Regions from separate parts of the Mus musculus genome. Here all the other regions are linked to region 1. Evidence: chromatin contacts called from public Hi-C and HiCAR-type data. All regions are on one chromosome and are shown on one strand. The core of a region is the stretch at or near the end of the contact, and the rest is flanking DNA. Distances in the headings are between cores, read along the strand shown.

The links. A called contact is a pair of places that touch in the nucleus more often than the background predicts. HiCAR-type assays count read pairs that join an accessible place to other places.
Region 2: a HiCAR-type map of fibro-adipogenic progenitors shows a contact between it and region 1, with 2.3 times the contacts expected there. The contact joins two enhancer-like sites. A contact is called at or near these places in 5 of 484 Hi-C or Micro-C datasets (the 3T3-L1 cell line, 3T3-L1-derived adipocytes, Sertoli cells and 2 more) and 3 of 115 datasets of contacts at active chromatin or transcription factors (the NIH/3T3 cell line, bone marrow-derived dendritic cells and fibro-adipogenic progenitors).
Region 3: a Hi-C map of liver shows a contact between it and region 1, with 2.4 times the contacts expected there. The contact joins two enhancer-like sites. A contact is called at or near these places in 4 of 484 Hi-C or Micro-C datasets (Sertoli cells, brown adipocytes, liver and 1 more).

What each region holds. Positions count from the first base shown.
Region 1 is chr13:90,514,181-90,518,775 of GRCm38.p6, reverse strand. All of the region lies in intron 1 of Gm35111 (a long non-coding RNA gene), which reads left to right. Among named protein-coding and RNA genes, the nearest start is that of Gm35111, 33 kb to the left of the region's middle. Within about 2 kb of position 2,680, at least 184 of the 459 cell types and tissues checked have an H3K27ac peak or open chromatin away from gene starts, as enhancers often do. A contact at or near this core is called in brown adipocytes and liver, where this site is marked.
Region 2 is chr13:90,338,424-90,343,018 of GRCm38.p6, reverse strand. No RefSeq gene overlaps it. Among named protein-coding and RNA genes, the nearest start is that of Gm41013, 180 kb to the right of the region's middle. Within about 2 kb of position 2,003, at least 8 of the 459 cell types and tissues checked have an H3K27ac peak or open chromatin away from gene starts, as enhancers often do.
Region 3 is chr13:90,358,409-90,363,003 of GRCm38.p6, reverse strand. No RefSeq gene overlaps it. Among named protein-coding and RNA genes, the nearest start is that of Gm35111, 190 kb to the left of the region's middle. Within about 2 kb of position 2,808, at least 49 of the 459 cell types and tissues checked have an H3K27ac peak or open chromatin away from gene starts, as enhancers often do. A contact at or near this core is called in brown adipocytes and liver, where this site is marked.

The DNA of each region.
Region 1 (4,595 bases), core at 1,431-3,930:
CAGTGTTTGAGGCACAAAAAGAGGTGGTTCCGAGACTATCAGACAAACAACAACCCCACCCCCCAAATTCTCACTCATTTCCACAAAAGTAGATAATAGGTAAACGAATGTTCCTTGCATACATGCTGTGCTTTCTTCCCATTCATCTTCTCCTTGAATATATCTGCTGATTTCATCTGTCTGTCTGGGAGTTACTCTGTTCCTTTAAACATCACTTCCCCTCTTCATTGCTCTCTGGTAGAGTACGGATCTCTCTCTTCATTCCATCCTTTCAGGCTGTACCACAGGCTACCTTTGTGACTCCATCTCTTAGGCGGGACTTGCTGTACATCTGAAACACAGAACTTCTGGCTGCTCCTCAGCATTTCTGACTCTTCTTGTTCCACATTTGGTTTTAATATCCCTGCCCCACTTCTGTCTCTTCCATTTTTCTCCATTAAAATCATACCCGAGCTTGAAGGACTCGAAGGTCTCCATTTCCCTCAGCCTCAAGTCTGACGACTTCTTTTCATCTCTTTGCATATGTAGCTGCACTTCTTTTGTAGTTTATTTTCTCTTTTCCTTTCTTTTCCTCCTTCCTTTTCTTCTTGTTACAAGTTGAGTTAAGTTACATGAAGACTAAGGGACTTAGCCAGAGCTGGGGTTCAAAGTAGACAGGCAAGAACTGGTTTTCCTACTGCCAGCTCTGACATCTACATAATTAGTATTATTTAAAAAGAGTCACATATATTGAACTGGTGACAAAACTATATTCATAGTAGAAGCTGGTAATGGGAATAAGCTTGTGAGTTCCAAGGCAAAAGCCCTTGTACTCTGTTGAGTAAAAAGGAAGAAAAGGTCCAGTCTAGACCTGGATGTCTAGAAGTGTTTTAAGTGTCCTGCATCCACAGAGACTTTAAGGACAGAGTCAGAGAAGGCAGATTTTTATGTGTTGCCTTTGTTGTCTTGAAAGAGCAGACTCTGCCAAAACGATAGCAGCCATGCAGAGCCTAGCATCTGCAATCTCTAACAGGTTTCAGATTTCTAAAAATGACTTGGAAAATCACATGTCAGCAAACTAGAGGGGCAAAAGGGAGCCACTGATAGGGAATCAGTGAATCTCACGTGTATTTGAGATGCTGTGACAAAAACATGCAATGCACCAATCACAAGGTCTGCAGTGTTTCATTTTCCTCTTCATGACAGTGATTACATTTATGATGTCTTTCAGAGACTTGAGCAAAGAACACAAGCTGAAAAATCAATACAGCAAATGGCAAACATGCCAAGGGTGTGGATTAGAATGGGAACCAGAGCCAGTGAGAACATGGTGTTTGGGTAACATTGTGCCTGCACTGGCAAACTTTAATCTGTTATATTTTGTATCTAAAATATATGGAAACACACAGATGTGGTGAGAATGGGACAGATACAATTAGAACAGGCAGTTTGGGGATGAAAATCAGATACCTCTGATTACACTTGGTCCATGCCATGCTTATCACAAATGACACAATGAAGGCTCCAGAATGGAGGACAACTGCCATACAGGTATATCTTGTCGCCTAGGAGTCTGTTGCTTTGTGTTGTCTCTCTTCAATTCCTTTCCACTCATCTGATTGTGATTCTTAAACCCTCAAGTCTTTATATTTGCTTTGGTTGTATTACTGCCAGACAAGAAGAAATGGACAACACAATTATATCCATATGCCTACTATGACAGAACTCATCTTAAGGAAATGCCGATGCCCAAGATGAATGGTGGTGCTCTCCAGAGGCTGTTATGTCACTTTAGTCCTTGCATGCAGCCTTAGTAGACTAATGATTTGAGAACAGAAAGAAGGCATATTTTGTAGAATATATATATATGCACACACATACATACATACAAAATATTTTACATCTATGGGTGGTTTTAAAGATTATTGCTCTATTTGTTATTATTGTAAAGGCTAACATCTAGACTTTCTTTAAATTATGAGTGCTTAAAAATGGAAGACTCTCACTTCTTAGACAAATGAGTCCAGAACATGTATGTTATGTATGTTATGTATGTGGGTTAGGAAGAACAGGCAGGCACTGGTTAAATTCCCATCAGCCAGGAATTCTGAGCATCCCAACTGAACATATGCACAAAATCCTGAAAAAGCGTTTGAAATTTAGCATTGCAGTAACATGTTTAAAATAACTTCAGAGTTGATCTATAACCAGGGCACTTCTAGGTTTAAGCAAATATAGCAATTAGTTTTTCATTTTTTAAAGGGAGCTCATTTTGTGTAGCTAAATATAAATCAAAAAATTTTAAACACTATCCTCCAAGGCAGTTTAATTTTGAGCAGAATTTGAACGAAGAAGTAAAACCAAATCTCAAAGATGCTTCTGGTGTGGTAACATGGATCCTGGAGTGCAGCCTCAGAGCCATTTGGCTGTAGCCTCACATTCAGAAGGGCCAGCCAAGGAGACACATAGGCAGACTGCTTCAGAGAGATCAGCCTAAACCAGTACCATTTCTGAGACCAAATTCCCCTCAGAAGCACTCTGTAAATCCCCGAGTTCCTGTAGTAAGAAGTCTGTCCCTTTATTTAGTTTCATTGTGTGTTATCATTAAATGGGAGGAAATGACAAAAGCCACAGTCAAGGATAACCATGTGACACTGGCTTAGGCAGGCATAGGGTGTGTCTAGAGTGTGTTTCTGCTCAAAACTGGGTTACAAATGTGACCTAATGCTTGAAGCCTGTAGCTCCCAAAGAGGAGGAAGTTGTGCAGTGTTCTGGTGCTGATGGCAGGTTGCCAACCCAACAGAATTGCACAATCAGCTTCTAGGACATGCTGCATTTTTTTTCTCTCCCCAGAAATCAGTAAGCCACACTAGAGGGCAGGCTAACCTAGACCTTTATTCAACCCCTGCCCCCCACCCAAGAACAAGAATTTGCTCCCTTGTGTCTGATATAAGCATTATAGAAATAGAAGCCTACAGTTGAAAAAAATTGTGGCACTCTACGGAGCAAGCAACAGAGATTGTAGTTTGTGTGATACATCTATTTTACTCTGTGCTTGGAACATGTAAGGACAGCGCCACTTTAAGTAAAGCTTAAGGAAAAGTAAACCAACAAAAGGCAATGAAAATAGTGAATAACATGTCGTTATTAACTTGAATGAATTAATTAATATGTTATCAGAAATTAATACTATCAGACTAAATTAATATTAGAAAAGGGGTATTTCTTGACCAGTAACATCTTCTGTACAGGAATAGAAAATACAGTAGACATTGTCACTGCGGTGCAAGTCAGATACATAATGCTAGTTTGCATCTGATATCCTGCTTTTATTTCATTTTCTTCAGTGTGGTCATCAAGCACTAAAGGACTTGAGAATATAAGCTGTATAAAGTGGACTGTCTTAGGAACAAGGTTAATATTCTTCCTCCTGGACTTGCCCCATACCACCTCAGACTCCTCAGCCCTCCCAAGGAGTTTAGGATGTAGTAGAAAGTCACATAAAATTTCCAATCTGAACACTGAGCATATGTATTGTTAAAACATTGGTTGATAGCCACAACTGGCTTCTTGCTATTCTTTGAAAATATCTATGTAGAAGATTATCCTATTTTCCATATGTTCTGTGCTAGTCCAGCTTCTCCACAGACATGGAGACAACAAGATATACATAGCAGTCGATTTGTCAAAGAGGCTTGTTGCGTGCAATTCTGCAGTCTGAGAGGTTTCAGATCTGTAGTTAAAGACAAATGTAATGCCACATTTCAGTAATCTGTGCATTTGGGAAGCCAAGGCAAGAGGATTACCAAAACTTTGAAAATAGCGTGGGCTTCCAAGGAAGACATTTTCTTATAAATGGACAAAAACAAAATCAAAACAAAAAACAAACAAACCTAGAGTCTGCAGACTGGAGACAGTGACGTGGTTTCACATCTGAGTGTAAAGCCCTAAAACCCATGAGAGCTCAGGATATAATATCATGTCTGAGTCAGAGTCTAAGAGACGCAACTGATGCTGCAGCTTACAGATGGAGCTCTGGAGTTCTTTTTGCTCACCTATTCATCCAGGCTTTCAGTAGGCCAGATGAATCTTCTCTGAAGACTGCTTTATTGCTTTTGGGGGTCTACAGATCCAAATGTTAATTTCATCCAGAACTGACCTCCCAGACACAACTAGAAGAATATTTTCACCAAATCTGAGCACCTCAAGGCTCAGTGTCACAAACATCCAATCATCTCAGCTACTCTTTGCTTTGTGCTTACTTTTATGCTTTAGAGAATGCAAAAATCCCTCTCTGCAAGCATCTCAACCTGAAGCATTGGTTCCCACTTGCAAACTGTGAGTTATGATGTGCGTGTTAAGGTCATCACAAGAGCTTACTGTGGTCAGAAGAAATTGTTTAAACCAAGCACAGTCTTCATGTGCCTTATAAAAATGAAGTGTAGATAGATTTCATAATTTGAGCAATATGAAATTTATACTACTTTTTCTAAATCTTAGTCATAGGCTTAGAAAATACATTGCACATTTATTTCAAAGTCTAAACAATGATAGCTAAAGCAAGAAGTCCCCAGAGATGACCAGTCTGACCAACAAAATAAAAATTCCTCTGACTA
Region 2 (4,595 bases), core at 754-3,253, 180 kb after region 1:
GAGAAAGGAAACAGGAAGTAAAAGTCACGTGTTGGGTGGAAAGAACCATCTCTTATAAGAAACGGCCTTTCCCAGAAGGTCTAGTTATTTACACAAGTCACTTCCCATGCCCCACAGGCCTCCTTCTGGACATGTTTATGCAGATGATCAGTTCCTGGTGTATGCTCTGCTGCCAAAGCCCTTGTCTGTGTGCCCATCCTGTATCTTCATCTTTACCGGTTAGTTTGTCTTTTCTTTTTCCCCATTATAATCCACCGACTTCCATCAGTCTTGAAATCTGCACCATCAGCTACATTGATCAAAGCAACCTGGAATTTTCTTTTTAAATAATTTAAACCCTGATATACTTCTACTGAAATTATTTTATAGTAATCTAACACACACTTTTAAATTTATTTAATATTTAAGAAATAAGTGAAACTTTTCACTCAACTCCAAAACACATGGAAATAATCCCTAAAAGGGTCAAATTTACTTTGTATAGTCATGCTTCAATTTTAAAGTCTATTTTAGAGAGTAAGTAAATGTTGCCAAATTATTAGCTACAGTTGAACAAAACAAGTTGGGTACAGTAGGTACAGGGTACCGTATCTAGAATGTGACAAGTCCAAACTTTTAGGGACAAGTAAACAACTCATTAATGGTGTAACTTTAATTCCTAAGGACTGGGTTTCACAGTTTGTAAAATGTAAAAAAAAAAAAAAAAAAAAAAAAAAATTTAAATTAGGATTTCTAAAAGCATATTTGAAAAAATGCTACTCTTTAGATTTCTTTTAGTGTCTATCTTCTCTCTCCCTCTCTCTTCTTTTGCTTCTCCCCTCTACCACCCCCTTCTCTCTCCTTCCTGCACAATCTGGGGTGGCATTCCTTAGGTAGCATCTACATTTTTTTAAAACAAAGTCTGTCACTGGCCTAGATCTCACCAGTAGGCTGATCAGGCTGGTAAGTGAGCCCCGGGAATGTGCCTGCAGCTCTCCCACTCTGGGATTATATCACATTTTTTTCCACGTGGTTTCTGAGGCTGATACTTGTATCCTTATACGTGCACACCATTCACTTTACCAACTGAACTATCACCCCAGGCCTGTTTGTAGCTTTTATATGGAAGAAAAGCTGCTCTCCTGTCTGATATCTGTAAGAAAGTTTATGTCAGACAAAACCACGGATGTTTGCTTAGTTAGGGACTTCTCGAAGGTTCTTAATCAGTCTCAAGTGTGTACATTTCCTAAGTCTATCTAATCACTGGGCGGCTTATCTACTCTGGACCAGTGTTCAGTATCTATATGTTAATGCATAAATACTTGGGAAATGCTTACCAAACCCCTTGCCAAAGACCTACCACAAATGGTTTTGATCATTTTCTCAGCTCTCAGTTTTATTCAACCACTTAAGTGTGTGTGCGCATGCATACACGCACATGCACACACACACACACACACACACACACACACACGTACAGGCAGAATGAAGTCATTTGCTGATTACCCTAAGTGATGTGCCACAATATACTGAATAATTAGGACAGTTCTGTTCTTATTGCTGCGTGAGCAGACCCAGAAATGCACATTGTGTTAATCAGGAAAATACATCTCAGCCGTACATTAACATCTGAATGAGTGAAGACCAAAAAGCACACTAAAACATGCAACGATAAGAGATGGGAGAAGGGCAAAGGCAAAAGCAACCCACTCTCCACAGGAAAAATAAATTAAGTGTCTGAAGAGTTTGTTGTTCCAAACTTGCATTAATTATTTTATCTTTCCTTTTTGACGAATATAAAACCTGTTACAGTATAAAAATATAAAAAAATGTTCTTGATTCTATTCTAGGAGGTCATTCACTTATTCTCGGGGTATCAGATGGGAATGTGGGGGTATAGTGTGCTGAATTAGCTAGGAGAAACAGTAGGGTATTTTTTTTAATGTTACTTTCAGCAGCCTAACTTTCTCCAGTTGTGTCTCTAGGGAAAGGACTACCCTAACTTCTCCAACATTCCTTTGCTATACATCATGGGATTTATATACTGTTGACAATTGGCTGAATCCCAGGTATCCACACCAATGCACAATTCCTAGAAAATTCAGCCTGTGACGTTTTTGAAGCTGTTTTCTGCTTTTCCCTGGGGAACGTGGTCAGCCATATTAATTGGAATTGGCTCCCTTTGCTCTTCTTTTGCAATACCAATGTTCTGAACAGCACAGATATAGGAAACTTAAAGACAGTCCCAAAGGATGGATGCAACAGCCTAGCCCTGTGCTGTATGTGATGAGTCCAAGCAGCTTCCTCCTCTCTCTCCTAGGAATATTAATTAGCAACAATAGCTGTTTCACTTGCAGTTACCAGGAACAATAATCTCATAAACAATTCCCAACATACATTTGGGTAGGCTAATACAAATAGAAATCTTACAAATTGAGTTAATGGCACAAGATTCTTGAAAAGAAGTTGAACAAATGCATTAACAAAATTATAGATTTCTTAGAGTTGTAAAAAATAGAGTTATAGTGTACTCAGTTAGGAGGATAATAGAAATGTGTGGCTCTCTAGAGTGGCCTCAATAGCCACTTAGTACTGGTTTAACTGTCTCTTCCATGATAAATATAAAACTGTTTATATTTAATTTAAGCCTTAGTGGAAAAATGAAAATACAAGAAACAACTTTTTCCTGTATACTGCAGTATTTAAACATTGTCCAACTAAGCAATTGATGTCAGCAACAGGAAATGAGCCTCTTCTCGTCCTAGGCTTCTACTACACATTGAAGTGGGTAAAGGCAACCTGTTAGACTCTCAAAAAAACACACATGAAGAATGAATCTGAGTTAAATAACTTTCATGAATTAGAAGCTCATTATTGGTCTCTGATTGTTTTAAACATTTCCTTCATTTCTGCTTCCAAATGTACCCAAGACTACCCTTACAAAAACTGTGTCCATAACTATAAAATAAATACATTAGGCTTACTTATTATACCAGTAACATAGAATCAAGCCTCTAGAATTAATGCCATTAGCTTCTAATATAAAGAAGTCAGTTATTGACTTAAAGATCAATAGTAAAATTCTCATGAAAGAAAATTTTATTGGTGTTTATACTTTTAATTTTTCTCTTTCTTGAAACCAGATATTTACAAAAGAACTTAAAAAACATATTCAACCTTCTTCTGCTATAAAATAGCTATTTATAATACACACATATTGTTCTGATTTTGTGAAGGAAATGAAAGGAACAGAAAACATTGTTTCCACACTTACAGGTAATATATTCAAAGCATGTAAGAAACCATAAATGGCCAGTGAATCAAAAGAACTGCTAAGATTTAATGATTTGATAAACAGAACCAGCAGATTGTTATCATTCCTACATTGTCAGAATTAATCCATTGGCTGAAAATCTTGAAAGGTTATAGAATAAAATAAGATACTAAAATAAGATACAATCTCTGTTACTATGGCAGAAACAGTAGGTTGTCTGTGCTTCAGGCACAGTGAGTTGTTCTACCTGGTATTTCTTCTCAAAATCCAGGAAGTTCCTCTCAAAGGGAAAATAACCAGCTGCTTTTTGTATTCTCTAAACACAAAAGATGAGTCTATGCTTCTTACCATCCCGCTGCATGAGTCTCCTTTATGTTAAAAGATTCTGGTAAAACATGGTGCCCTACATGTGAGACAGAAAAGAAATGATGCTTTCTAGCCAAGAATGCCACTTTCACACGAAGCATCTATGGCTACCTCTAATCTCCTTGAAAAAATGCTGCCTTCAACAGTAAAATTTCCTTTGAGTAGAGCTTAAAGGATTTATGGGATTGGAGAGATTGTTAAGTGGGCTACATAGGAGCTGAGTTCAGTTCCCAGCACCTACATCAAGAAGCTCACAACCACCTGTGACTCAGCTCCAGGCAGTCCAACATTCTTTTCTGTCCTCCCCAGTCACCCAGTCACAAAAGCGGTATACACACACACACACACACACACACACACACACACATAAAGCTAAGAGCTACATTTTTAAAAGAGAGAGATATATGACACATAAGTCAAGCATTTTCTGAAATTATTTTCCCTTACATAGTGTTTATCCTTCTGTCAATATTATGCTGATTTTCCTTGGATACAATTAGTTCCCTAGCTTATCTATTTTCACACAAGTTGCAATTTTCTTTATACATCCAACATATAAATCAGTGTGATTACAAAAGAAGTGGGTCAATAATCTTGGATATTCCAGCAAGGGAACCATGTATGCAGCTTAATTGATTGGCATTTGCTCTAGCTTTAGTCTTACAATAAATGTATCAAATAAATCCCAAATAACTGTCCACAGAGTCATCATATATTTTGTGAGAATGTTTCACAAGCATTTAACTAAGACTTAAAAATAATAAAACAAAAAGTAATAAATGTTGGATGTATTCTATTTTCACCTAGCACAAATCTATTCTATACACATTTTAGAAGTAGAAGAGAACTATGTGGCAAAACCTTAAATGATAATTTCTACCAAAACCCTGGATGTTGGGGCAGTTTCTAACACTATCATGTCTAGGTGCTTCCAAGCATATTCTTTTATTCAAACTTCTAAATTTTCATTTATTTC
Region 3 (4,595 bases), core at 1,559-4,058, 160 kb after region 1:
GGGTATCATCCTGAGTGAGGTAACCCAATCACAAAAGAACTCACATGGTATGCACTCACTGATAAGTGGATATTAGTCCAGAAACTTAGAATATCCAAGATACAATTTGCAAAACACATAAAACTCAAGAAGAAGGAAGACCTATGTGTGGATACTTCGTCCGTCCTTAGAATGGGGAACAAAATACCCATGTAAGGAGTTACAGATACAAAGTTTGGAGCAGAGGCGGAAGGAAAGGACCATGCAGAATCAAAACTCTTAAATCTTATAATTAACCAATCAGATGTATGTATCAATAAATTCCAATTTATCAGATACAGATACAGTAATTTCTGAACCAACTGATAATGATAAAATATTTATCACAATTATTCTAACAGTATGATACCACAACTCCCTGTGGGTGGTTAGAGCCATGCTGGTTCACATCTGCCTCCATTTTGGCCTTCTCTTTCTCTCTCTAAGATGCTCTCTGACTCTACAACTCTTAGGGTTGTTTCCTTTTTCCCTGTCGAATCACAGGCCTCCTGCTGCCCTAATGTAATTGGACAGGGAAAATCCTGCAACACACAAGACTTTCCAGCCCACGATCCTTCTGAAGGGGTATTTCCCCCTCATTAGATAGAGTTGTCCAATAGCACTTCTGGGACAATTATGTTATCAAAGCCTTCAGAGGCTATCAGAATGAGTACGACTATAACCCTCACATGATTAAGAGACTGTCTTATAAAAGAAGAAGTGAAGCTTTTACTCTGTAGAGCTTGTGTTTAAATAGAGTCATAAATGATTTTAGTTACTTTACATGCTGTTTTAAACTTCTAAATATACAATTTGTGAAAAATGTCTGCTAACACCAATATGTTAGTTGTTTAAATGGTTTCAGGACATATAATTGGTAGTGATCGGGGAAACAATTTTTGAAAATTTGTATTTCATAGAAGAATTTGATATTTTTGCACCAATAATAAGTCACTAAGTGTGCTTTTACAGGTTTATAAAATGAAGATAATATTACCTTGCTACAATTAGGAACTGACTTTAGTAATTTAACACTCTGCTCATTAACATACACAAATCTGTGCCCTACAGGATTTTCCTAGTAGATAACAACTTCTGTCTCAGGTGTGCCCATTTCAAGGGCAAGCAGAAAAATAATGAAATACTTGTAGCATCTCTTGATGACCGTGTTTTTCTTCATGGTTTTCCAGAACATGAAGTCTTTAATTTGACCAAGAATCTCGGTTCTCTGTTGTCATCGTAGTTTGAGTCATTCCACATGCAAACATGAGCAAAGATTCTGTTGCTGTGACTTGTAGGGATCTCTACGGGAGAGGGGTAGCTGAGCAGCAATGTGAAGAAGCTAGATAAGGCTGTGGACCAACAACAGCCTGCCCTCAGGGTCTTTCTACACGAGGTAAAGGCAGAACTGCATCCTTTCGTGCTCAGGTATGACAACAGGCCATGCTAGCAAATGAGGGGAAGAGAGTTTGGGAGGACAGAGTGGGAAAGGGCAGACCATGCTGCTGAGGCAAGGCCGCACAAGACTCAGCATCTGAATGAAGTTCTAAGTGGCATCTCATAGGAGGGAAACACAATGTTGAACAGGCTCACCAAGCTGATGGGAGGAGCCAAGAGGACCTGCTGGGAACACTACCACCTGCCATACCATGGGAGGTCGTGTGGAAGACATCTTGGAGAGAATTAAAGGAAATTTAACTGACCCAAAGTTACAAAAGGTGAAAACAAAAAAATACAAAACAACAGTAACAACAAAATCTCCCTCAAATTCAACTCTGAAATGTTTCATTATAAAAGTTAAAACTGATGTGCCGACTTCACTAAGACTCCATGCCTTTTGAGAAACCTGTCTCACTTCTGCAACATGCACCACGGTCAAGCATTTCGCTGACCACTGGAGATAATGGTCCAGCAAAGCACTGGTAATTGTACTTTGCTACTTTTCCAGAGTTATCTTACACCATATCTGGGCTGGTGCAATGCCAATGGTCCTTCATTTACTCTAACCTAATATAGCCAGCTCCTACTGGATGTCTGTGCAGAGGGCTGCCTCATCCTCTCCAACGTATCCTCAAATATTTCCTTAATCAGACCTGCTCGGAGCACTTTTCAAATTTCCAGCCCTGTCTTGCCCACCCCCAGTTCTCTTGATCTCCTTTGACAAGAGTTCTTTTTTTGAAATCCATAGAGCACTTCTCTCTGTTAAATCTAGTTTTCTATTTTGTCAATATCTTATCGTCTGTTCCTTTGCCCACTAAAATGAAACTATTAGACTTTGGGCTTTGTTTGCGTTATGTACTATATTCCAACTTCCAGTACAAAGACTACAGTGTCTGGCTTAGAGCAGATGCTCACAAACTGTTTAGTTCTTTAACAAGCCCATAATTTTTATATATTTATTTGTTTTGTTTTGCTTTCTTATAATGCTTGAAACAAAGATATGCCATACAAGTGCTCTACCACTGAGCCAGTCCTCCAGTTCAAGTGGCTCTCCAGGACACATGAGCCATCTGTTTCCTGTCTTGGGATTTCAACCATTCTCCTGATTTCATCACAGTTCCCAGGTCTAGCTCGACTCTATTATTAACCCTTTATCTTTTCTCTTTCACAGATTCTCGTCACCTGACCTAGGCCATCTCTATGTGGAACACTTCTAGACAGACCTCTGGCCTCTTACATGGCTTCTTACACAGACTCCGAGGTCACAGATAGATGAACCTCAACTGTTTTCACCATAGCAGAATCAAAGTACAGAAAACCTGACAGCATTTCCAACTCCCGCACTCTGTGGCTCTGTGGCGACCTTTGCTTCTGCAGCAAGGGGACGGAGAGTTGGGAAGTGGGGTTGATTGGTGTGAAACCTTCTCAGCTGGGCTGGAGTTTCGCAACAATGTATTTTCTCTTTCTAAATGAGGTCACTGGGAGAAAAAAAAACTTATACTTGGGGTGTGCTTGAAACAGTTTAATAAAAGCACAATGTGTAAATATATATGGACGTTAGCTGATGGCCTCGGGGCTCTGGCCCTCTGTCAGTTGGCTCACACAAACACCTCTTTCGGGAACCCTTGAGAGAAATCACATCTCATGACAGGCTTGCTGGCAAGGAAAACAGCACAGAAGAGAGTCCCGGAGCTTAGACGGAAACTGCACTCATATTTAAGTAAATGTGTTTATAGATTACAGCCTGGAAGTGAGATTAAAGGGGCATGTGAGTACAGTGATGCTTTTGACTTCCATGAGTTCATAAAAATTAGAGTGAAAAAGTAAAAGTTAATGCCGTGGAAAGAACTAAACACCAGTCTTCTCGTCCAGCTTCTGTGTCTAAGAAATGACGTAATGCTAGCCAGGCACTTCAGTCTCTCTAGAACCCCATCCTCACATTTTGAAATAATGGGGTTGGAAGGCAGAACCCCCCCAAGGCTCGCCAGCTTGGAGCCAGAGTCAAAGTCACTTAGAAATGTAGATACACAGGGCTAGGACAAACATTCTATTCAATAGCCCCAAATATATCACAGACTCAATGCTTGTCTTTTCTTTCTTTGTTTCTTCCTTTTTTCTTTCTCTCCTTCTTTTTTCTTTTCTTTCTTTCTCTCTCTCTCTCTCTTTCTTTCTTTCTTTCTTTCTTTTTTGCAGAGTTACAAACCTCTGAATACATCTCAAAAAGCACAGTTAAGACAAAATTTAAAAATAAGCAATTAGTATTTTCAAAAAGAATCTTTTGTTCATTATCTGTCACTGAATGGTGCCCTGTAGATAAGTTTAACCACTTGTGGATGATACTTTTTACTCCATTAAGATATTGCATGTATTACCAATCCACTGCCTCCACTGCCAAGGGTCACAGACAGTCCTGTCAGCACAAACTTCTTGTGCTATAGTGACAGAGATGGGCCACATGTACAGGACACTGTTACGAAGCACGCTGTCACTTTTGAACAAAACCTGACAGTGTTTGAGGTAAGGGCTCACTTCATCCACTCTTCAGTTCTGCATACATTGTTCAGTAAATGCTTCTCAATGATTTCTTTGTTCACTATCTCCATAAAACACCCAAAAGCATATCTACTATTCATTTGTAAAATATCTATTCTTTACATTTCCTGCTCTGTTACAGTGAAGGCATGGTTAGAAAATTAACTCTTATATTCTGAAAACAGAGCACTGTCTTCAATCCTAAATAAACTATAAACTAAGAGGATTCAAACTTGGCACTCTATTGTCTCTGTCCATCCTTTGACACATGGAAAACCTTTCCAATAAAGTGACAAGCTATAATGCCATGTTTTAAAAGTCTAAAGCAACAACAACAAGAAAAACAAATATAGCCTTGGTATGTGCCAAGTGTTGTTTGAAGAGTTAAACATGTATATAATTAATGCATATGGGATCCAGGAGGAAAAAAATCTGATCAAATAGAAAGGTTTTTAGAAAAATTTAAACACAGAAATATTTGCATTCCAGTCATTCACACTTCTAGACCAAAGATAACAATCTGCTTTCCCCTGAGTGAGTTTTCTTTTGTTGGCTTGTGAATGCTACACTGTAGAAATATACTGTGGATCTGTGGCAAACAGCAG